Regions from separate parts of the Bombyx mori genome. Here region 1 is linked to region 2. A link is a contact called in public Hi-C data. All regions are on one chromosome and are shown on one strand. Each heading gives the region's core, a stretch centred on a gene start, on an enhancer-like site or on the middle of the called end of the contact. The rest is flanking DNA. Distances are from core to core; before and after follow the strand shown.

Evidence for each region. A called contact is a pair of places that touch in the nucleus more often than the background predicts.
Region 1: a contact with region 2 is called in a Hi-C map of posterior silk gland, with 1.5 times the contacts expected there. The contact joins two enhancer-like sites. A contact is called at or near these places in 2 of 7 Hi-C or Micro-C datasets (posterior silk gland and whole pupa).

Annotation. Positions count from the first base shown.
Region 1 is chr11:18,731,590-18,736,490 of ASM3026992v2, forward strand. All of the region lies in intron 3 of LOC134199745 (a long non-coding RNA gene), which reads left to right. Among protein-coding and RNA genes, the nearest start is that of LOC134199746, 62 kb to the right of the region's middle. Within about 2 kb of position 2,187, at least 1 of the 8 cell types and tissues checked has open chromatin away from gene starts, as enhancers often do.
Region 2 is chr11:18,681,248-18,685,813 of ASM3026992v2, forward strand. All of the region lies in intron 2 of LOC134199745 (a long non-coding RNA gene), which reads left to right. Among protein-coding and RNA genes, the nearest start is that of LOC134199745, 39 kb to the left of the region's middle. Within about 2 kb of position 1,299, at least 5 of the 8 cell types and tissues checked have open chromatin away from gene starts, as enhancers often do.

The sequences.
Region 1 (4,901 bases), core at 937-3,436, 51 kb after region 2:
GTAGGAATATCGGAAATCACACAACTGATAAAACAGTACTCGCACAAAACTTTGTAGTTCGTGAGCTTTTAGTCAGAGCGTGACCGAGACAATGGGAATACTTGCTTACTTTCATTGTGCAGATAAGATACTCACTCCCCTATATATGCAAAAGTATATGACTCCACCATATAATGTATTTTACGAACTAGTTAAGAATCTTTGGCTATATGTGTTTTTGTTCCGTAAGAATTCACCCCGAATGCTGGTTTCCCTCTTGGGTCATGAGGTCGGAGTTTCAATTGTATGGTGTGATGACCATCTTCACCTTATAGATTGGAACGCATTACTACTTCAGGGCGGAAATAACCAGGATGGGTAGCACCTGTCTGTGCTGGTTCAAAATATGCTTTACGACCAAGTAGTAAGCTCTAGTTTGCCATTGCAGTATAATTAATACTCAGAGAACGCCGCTGCCTATTCTGCGATAGATCCCTATATCACCTTTTCCGAAAGGTTTTGCTATAGGAAGAGATGGAGAATGCCTATTCTAAACACGACCTTCCAGGAAGAGATGGAGTAGGGCTATTCTAAGCACGACCTTGTAAATCACGATAAACAAGAATTGGTTCACAGCCGCATTTCTACATAGATCTTCGATCACCGGTGGTAACGATGAGGTTATAGTCAACCCGGAGCTCTGTTGTTCTTTGTTGGTTTCCTATAACACATGTAGAGTAATGTCTTTCAGTGGTGGAGAAGCTAAAGAGGAAGAGTTATTGCTATATTGACGGATGTTGCGTTTTTTACGGCTATAATATTCGTTTTTGGCTAGCGAATTAAAAACTCGGAATTTGCTGAACATTTTTCAGATCGCTTCACAGATCATAGAAATACAGTGTGTGTTTCTATGATCTATGGATCGCCTATTCTCTTAGTTGTTCATCTGTATAAATGGAAGCAGCTTAACTCTGAACTTCCTCAAAGACGTAGCCGCAATATTTAATTTAGCGCTTTTTGTTAGTCTGCATTAACAACATTATTGAGTTTAGAATATAATTTAATTTTCTGTAATAGCAACGTAATGCATCGTTCTAGACAATAAACTGTGGTTGGAACCGAAAAAAGTAAGATAGATAGATAGTAGGCAGCCATTAATCTGAAACCAAGCACTTTGATTAACATAAAATGAAATGAGTTAATGTTTTAAAACCGAATGAATTTTGATGCGCATCCGTTTCTTTAATTATAAGTTTAGTTTCAATTTCAACCTAAACAATTATATGTTAGAAGACATGTATGTGTTTGCGTCTTGAGTTCCGGGTTTTTTTTTTTTCTCCCTAGTTTTATCGTGCCTTACTGCGAGACTACTTACATCCAGAGATTTTTTTGAAATGCAAGCGTAGCGAGACTGTAATATGGGATTGCGTTATGCGGGAGTGCTTCATATTATAATAAATATATTATGAAAATTTTTCATAAAATGCGGGACTAAGAAAAACTGATGCAAACGACAATCGCTTTTTTTAGCTGAGATCTTCTTGACATTTGACACGAGGAAATAACATTCTTGATGATTTGGCTCGTATTCGAGAAATCCTGCTAGTATAAATCACTCTCATATTAAGTAAACAGTACTCGTCTTATACTTTAAATAACCCCACGTCGTAAAAAAAGTCTTTCTTTTTAATATGCACACTAAAAATTCGAACCCTAAAACTAGACGATATATCAAATACTCAAGGGCCCGTCTCTTGATAGCACAAATTGTCATAATTGAAAGTTAACGTGCGTTAACTGACATAATTACGTGGAATTCGATGTAATTAAAGGCGTTATTTTCAGTAGAGACAAGGCGCCGGAATTATAGAAAATTACAGCTTGTAGTGCACTTTCCAAACTTATGATTATCCGGCAGGAAACAGGCTCGGGAGACTGTAATTTAATACGAACTTTATACGATTATGGCTCTTATTGCGTAGCCATTAAGTCCGATAAAACATTAGGAATTTCTTTGACCAAACATTAATTTTGAAACAATATTGATAGAGCGCTTTATAATTCTTTTGTTATCCAATTTTGCATCTTAAGTGTTGGGCAAACGGTTTAATTAATATTCCGTCGAGTACTTAATAACATTGTTCGTGAACGAAAGGTTGATTACCTAAGGGCACGTGCACAAGACTCTTGAAAATTAAATGTTATCTTTGTATGATTTGTCCGCGTATACGAAACTGTATGATAAAAACTGTGACGAACTGTGTGTTCATTAATGTGTGTTGGTTGGTCTTGGGTTCTGAGCCTAATCATTACTTTTACGTGTTATTCAATTTAACACGTCCGCGTCCCCTGCCATTACAAATTGACAAATGTTTTCGTGAACATCAAAACATTTCGTAATTACTTCTAGACAGAGGATTTGCTTGGTAGTAGCCTACTACCTACTACTACTTTTTTCATGTTCCGGATAATCCGGAAATATTGGAGTGCGGTCTACACGCTGCTAGTAATTTTTCACCGTCTCTCTGCAGTATTAGTATGAATTTCGGCTAGATAGATTTGATTCCGAAGTTGACCGCAATTTGAACTGCAGAATTTCATTATCATCATCATAGTCGGCTACTCTTGGCAGAACAGTCGCGGCCACGTGGAATGCTTGCTTATTAAAACCTTGACTGCTGTTTTCCATAATTCGCGGACTGCAGCTTGGTGCACGCAATCGTTAACTGGGGCTTTAGTAAGTATTTTCACTTGATCAATCCAGCGCTTTACATTGTATCTAATTACTTTGGTAGCTGCTCAGTACTAGAACTTTGCTTCTCTGTTCGTTAATAATAATTAACAATATATGTCCTAAAAACAATTTTGCTTATGGGCGTATGCTCACGAGAAAGAACCAACCGCAAGCAGCCAGTTTACATTGTTAATTATATGGGCGACAGCCGCCTTAGGCTCCGTGCACAATGGTGACTTTAATTAAAAAACGAAATAAATGAAACAACTTGAATATCTAAATGTGCTTTTCATCTGGTTCGTTTAGTTTATAACAACCTGCATGGACCAACCATCATAATACAACAATCCACTATCTATTTTTAGACAAGTGCCCATTAAAGTATGCACCTGCAACAGTAACCAGCGCATACCCCATGCCCTTGTACAGGCAGATATACAAAAAACACAAGGATCACATTAAATAACCATTCGGGGACATTAACAAATGTTTAAGGACTTATTACGGGAATAGAAGGGGGGAGGGGGTGAATTTATGATAACGACCGGTGGTATCCTGGTCTCACCTGTTCGGAAGTAGCACGAAGGCGTCTTATGGTTAATATGTGAGAGAGAAAAAAAAATAAACCTTCAGTTAAAGTTGATTCATTAATCAGATTATTTTAATGAGGAAACCTTCGTTGATAGAACTCGTCCTGTGCGCGCCCTATGAGCGATTCGAATATAATCAATTCTAATTCTTGCATTATTTTAATTTGAGGGGGATTTTTACTGGTGGTGATTTTTACTCTTGTGAGTCCGCACGGGTAGGTACCACCACCCCACCTATTTCTGCCGTGAAGCAGTAATGCGTTTCGGTTTGAAGGGTGGGGCAGCCGTTGTAACTATACTGAGACCTTATATCTCAAGGTGGGTGGCGCATTTACGTTGTAGATGTCCATGGGCTCCAGTAACCACTTAACACCAGGTGTGCTGCGAGCTTTCCACCCATCTAAGCAATAAAAAAATATATTTTTTTTATTAATAATGTCCTCCATAACGTTTGAGGGAGAAATAAGTTTGAGAACCGTTGCACTTTTTAAATACCGTACACGATAATAATTGTCGACGAAAAGCGACGGACGATAAGGAAAATAATTGCGAACCCTCTCGAATTTTTAAAGCGATTCGAATCATTAAATTGAGTTTAAATCAAATTCGAGTCGCCTAATCTCCGACAGGTACAAACAGTGACGGACTCCGAACACGGCAGGTGTTGTCAATTACTGGCACGGAATGTGAATACGGACCTCTGAGTCCACCTTACCTCGCACCTTGAGTAACATCTGCCCTCCATTAAAAAGAGAAGTCTCATAAATGATATCTCCCACAAAGGCTATGAGACAAAAACCGATGTATTCTTTCGTCCAGTGTGCCACCCGTACTTCAACAATTCATAGATCAAATAATAGTTTCTTCGACAATAGACAAAATGGTTTTGTTCTTCGATGTATAGTCAAATTGTCTTCTCGGTACGAATGTCTTTTTGTTCGTGAATAATAAAAGTTCTATTGTTTATCTACGGTTTATGCATTCCACGTTTATGCTGTGCATTTTCGAATATGATTTTTGTTGTCTTATGTTCAAGCGTTGGGTATGAAATAATAATAATAATATGATGACCTCCGCACGGTGGCCGGCAAGAAGTGGATGAGGAGAGCCGCAGACCGGGCTCAGTGGTGTAGATTGGGAGAGGCCTATGTAAAAATATAATTGATGTAATTACTGGTAGCAGAGCATTTTGTTAGCCCGCACGGTTGGTACCACTACCCTGTCTATTTCTACTGCGAAGTAGCAATATATTACAACCGCTTATCACCAAGTGGGCAGTAAGGGCGTTCATTCGTCAATAAAATAATATAAACATCATAAAATGCATATGTATTAAAAATATATCTACCTTAATGATCACAGAATACTGATCGACACGCCAAACTTTAAAGGTACATTGCCTCTTCAGCTGTCAAAGATCACAATTACAAAAGTCTGATAATCATGTAGCAAGCCGCCGGTCTCCAAACGAAGCGCGTAGGCTTCTCCTTCATTTATCTTTACGCAAAAGAGCTTGGGTCAGTTATTTTGATCGAAAAAAAAAATAAAGAACGGGTCGGTTCCCAATAATTATCTCGACGTTCGTTCATACAAAGATA
Region 2 (4,566 bases), core at 49-2,548:
AAATAATTGAATGATCAATAGTCAGAAATTTGCATCTATGATCCTTAAATTCATATCACATCAGTAAATAAAAATCAATAAATATTGAAGAACGTTTTATTAAGAATTATGTAAAAATGTTAAATCAATTTAAAATAAAATCCCATTCAGAATTGGCCGTCGCTTTATTTAATGTGAAAAATAAACTTTGTTGCTATGTCGAATTTCAACAATTCACACATATTCCGCATTCTCAGAGATATGCTCTATAAAGATTCGTTAAATCGTCTTCACTGCGTCCCACGTGTTTGTTGTTAAGGCCACGTTTAGTTTTAAACTAAAATTTAATTTTCCTCAAAACGACTGTTTGACGAAACATTATCACTATGGGAGTCGATCATTATTCTGATCGGATTCCGTTTTGGTTGAGGAAAAATTTATTAACTCACATAATTACGTTACTTATTAGTTAAAGGTCACTCGAATATCGTGTAATTAAAATAAAATAATAATAATAATCAGATATATAAATTAGTGTTTAAATAACGTAGTTGGTCACAATTTAGTAATCGCTTCCTGTACTGTAAATGCGTCACCATCTTCAAACAAGAAGTCTCAAATGTATTGAAAGAATCGCATACTGAGAATTCGATCCTGTAACCGAAACAAATGGGTACACGGTGAATAGACGGGTAATCGTACCCATCTAGTAGTGTGCTTTGTAGAATCTTTATTGTATTACACGAAGTTACTATTCCTTCCAGTTTAAGTTATTCCATTTTTTTTTATTGCACAGATGAGGGGATGAGCTCCTCACAGCTCACCTGGTGTTAAGTAGTTACCTACCTTGAGATATGAGTTCAAAGATCAAGAAGATTCAAACCGAAACGCATTACTGCTTCACGGCAGAAATAAGCAGGTAGTACCTACCCGTGCGGACTCGCAAGAGGTCCTACCATCAGTAATTACGCAAATTATAATTTTTGAGGGTTTGATTTTTACTACTCGATGCTACTTTTAAAAACCACATACTCATTTGGTCTCATCACATGTCCATACCATTCCAAACGCGCACTTCTCTCAGCTTCTCTAAATAATCTCTAATAAAACTAATTCTAATAATTAAAGAAAATTTGTAACATTTTAACATTCTAGTTTCCATGTGTCTACTACATACCGGTTTTTTGTTTTTTTGTTTTATGGCCGGTTTACGCGAACCGGTTAAAAGTGTACAAGCGTCGCGTCGCGTTGCTCGTGCTTCTCCTTAATCGTTGTAACGTGTAATTGGGCCAGGATGTCAGGAATAACCGACTGACTCACAGCCGGCCTCGTCATTATCTCGCCTACGGGTACACTTTCGGTTTCGATGCTGCGCTACAGCTGATCCTATGGTCCTATTAATCGACGCGATTAAAATTTTATTATTAATTCGAGTCAGTTTTTTATTTATTTAAGTTAAGCTGTTATTTGAATACGAGGTTCAGAGACATCGGGATTCTAATCTATTAGAATATTTAAAAAAAACTTAACCCAAGTCAGTAATATTTGTCTTTGCATTATCTGATGACCATATTCCTCTGTTTTGTTTCTTCTTAATTAATATGTATTATATAACGTATTTTTTTACTTGTCGTATAATAAGTATGATGGTTATCATTTCATTACCTTATTCATCGTTTTTGTGATGAGATATAAAATAAAAATCTTGACAGGTTCTATCAGTGTTATAACTGGAATTTGCTGTCAAACTTTGGTTTTTAGGTCTTAAATATTTAGTCGGGGCGTTGCAAAATATGAGTCAATCCACGTAATTTTAGACGTTTAAGTACATTAATAGTTTGTGCTAAAGGTTCGTGTTGCATTACAAAAGGGCGAAGAAACCTACACATAATCCAATAGGGAAGTCAAAGGATGTAACGTGGGTGGTTTCGCTGTTGTAAGATCTTTGACCTGAACTAACTCAAATGTTTTATGTAGGAACGACAATCTCTTTATAAAATCCTTTTTGTATATATGTAAGTAATGTAGTTTTTGAAACATATTTTTATAAATTAAGTGGTATTTTATTTACTTTTTTAGTTTTGCCGCAAAGCTTAGTGATTGATTAAAATAACCAGTCAAATTCGTTACCCGTTCCGGATTTAAATCGACAATCTAGAAGTCTTGCTAATAAATACTACAAAACTAATAAATAAATTTCTGTATATTATTATGCTTATTTGTCAACCGATTTAAACGGAGCAAACACAAAATATCGGAAAAAACTTAGCTAAAAACATATCACGTCCAATTTGGTTTGATAAAATTTTAAAATTACTTAGTGGAATAAACGGACAGGTGTAAAAGTCTTTACCAGATTGTAACAGGAATTAGGTTCGTAAATATATTTAGAACTAACCAACGAACCAAGCAATTTCCGCACAAGCCAATGCTTTACTTCATTAGAACTCTGACATAAAATTAATGGAGAAATTTTCTTGAGGGATATATATATTTTAACAGCAGCGGTAGTATAAGTACCTTACTCGTGTAATTTATGTGGTCGTTTGAAAACCCACTCTGATTCTGTTCTGTGCAGCCTTTGTACTGTACTGTTGGGTTAATGAACGGATGCTCAACTTGTGAGACACGGTTGATTTTAACGCCATTAACAATAAATGCGTTTTATGTGCAATTCTCTTGAGTGTGATATTTTTTTCGTAGATAGGGCCAAATGATAGTTATAGGCTCGAAATGTCAACTTTATAAATGCTTTGTGGCCCAAAATAGGCAGCGTTGTAATATCTACAATAACTCATTTCTTCATTTCCTTTGGACGAATCCACTACAAGAAACTACTCAAAGTTACAAGCAACGACTTATAGAATGATAAAATGTTTTCAAATACAATCATTGTTGCAGATGGGAGCATATTTTATGCCAGCAGAATAATTTAAAATAAAAAAATATGTCAAAAACATTACCACGCTATTAGTTCGTTCCCTACGCATATTATTACTACACGACGTTTCCTACTACGCAATCGCGAACCTGAAATAACCAATGAAATACAACGGTATTTTTCCGCAACGATCAACGTAAATTATTATTCAGACGACAATCGGAATTTTTTATTCTTTCTTCATTCGCCAACGTAATAATGAATGGATTCACGAATTAAAAATTTTCAATGTCACCGCTCGTGAAACTAGATGTGTCGTGCCAATTTTTCTTTTTTTAAGTAGCGATTTATTTCTTCAAGGTTCAAGATAAGTGGGTGTATATAGGTTAGTAGGAAATAGGCGGCCGATAAAAGTATCGTTCGATATGATGTTTTATGAAATTAAATAAAAAAAAATAGATATCTTATCTATTATTAGGTTTCGCCCATAATTACATATTTTGAACCTCTGATTGCGTTGAATATCTGGTTCATTTGTTGTATACTTTGATACGATATTTTATACCTATTACTTTTAGATATTTAACATCCTTTAATTAATTTCATTCCTTCTGAATTTGACTGCTAAGTCTAGCGAAATTATCCGTTTAAATATTAGATTGTATTATAATACATTGTTTGCAACAAAACAAACCACTTCATGTTTGCCAAAAAGAATCGCATTTTAAAAAAAAAAGCCATTGAATCACTCTTCCGTAAATTTTGCAACAATATTAGATTTTTATTAGTAATTTCTATTTCTAGAATGTTCTGGCGTCAGTGAGGGTTTTCGAGAATGAGACCCGTTATAGCCATTCGGTACTGGGTTGTTCTGTATCGCTGATCTGTTTTAGATTTGACCGTGGACGTGCACTCATGGATAAAAAAATAATGCAAAAATCATGTCTTGTTCAATTTGTTCTACGGACCAATATAGTCGACCGCCAATCACTCCGAATCCTGGTAAAGCTGTTGAATTTCGCTTATAAAGACAAACTTAGTTGTAAAAGCCTGTCAACACGAGTATTGAAGTCAGAAGAGCTTTACAAATGCACGAGCTATATGCAAAGCACATTTTTTTATGAAATGTCGCACATCAATAGTTTACTTTTTAGTATTACTGGGTAATAGAGACTGGTTATTTCAATAACGAACGTCCAAAATGCTCTTCGATTTTAGCTCTGCCGTCCTACCTACCGCCTTACTGATGGTAGGACGTCTTATTAGTCGCCCGGGTAGTACCACCGCCCTGCCTGCTTCTGCCGTGAAGCAGTAATGCGTTTCAGTTTGAAGGCTGGAGCAGCCGTTGTACTGTATAAACTGAGACCTTAGAACTCATGTCTCAAGGTAGGTGGTGGCACTGATGTTTTATTTTATTTATTGCTTAGAAGGATGGACGAGCTCACAGCCCACCTGGTGTTAAGTAGTTATTGGAGCCCATAGACACCTACAACGTAAATGCGCCACCCATCTTAATTTTTGAAGTTTCAGTATAGTTACAACGACTGCCCCACCCTTCAAATTGAAATGCATTACTGCTTCAACTTCAACAACAAATTCAAGACCCCAAAATAGGCCTCCAGTGTAAACTAAACGTAAGTAGTATATTTAAATTTCAAAACAACACAGAGATCCTCATTTACATATATATTTATGTATATATAACC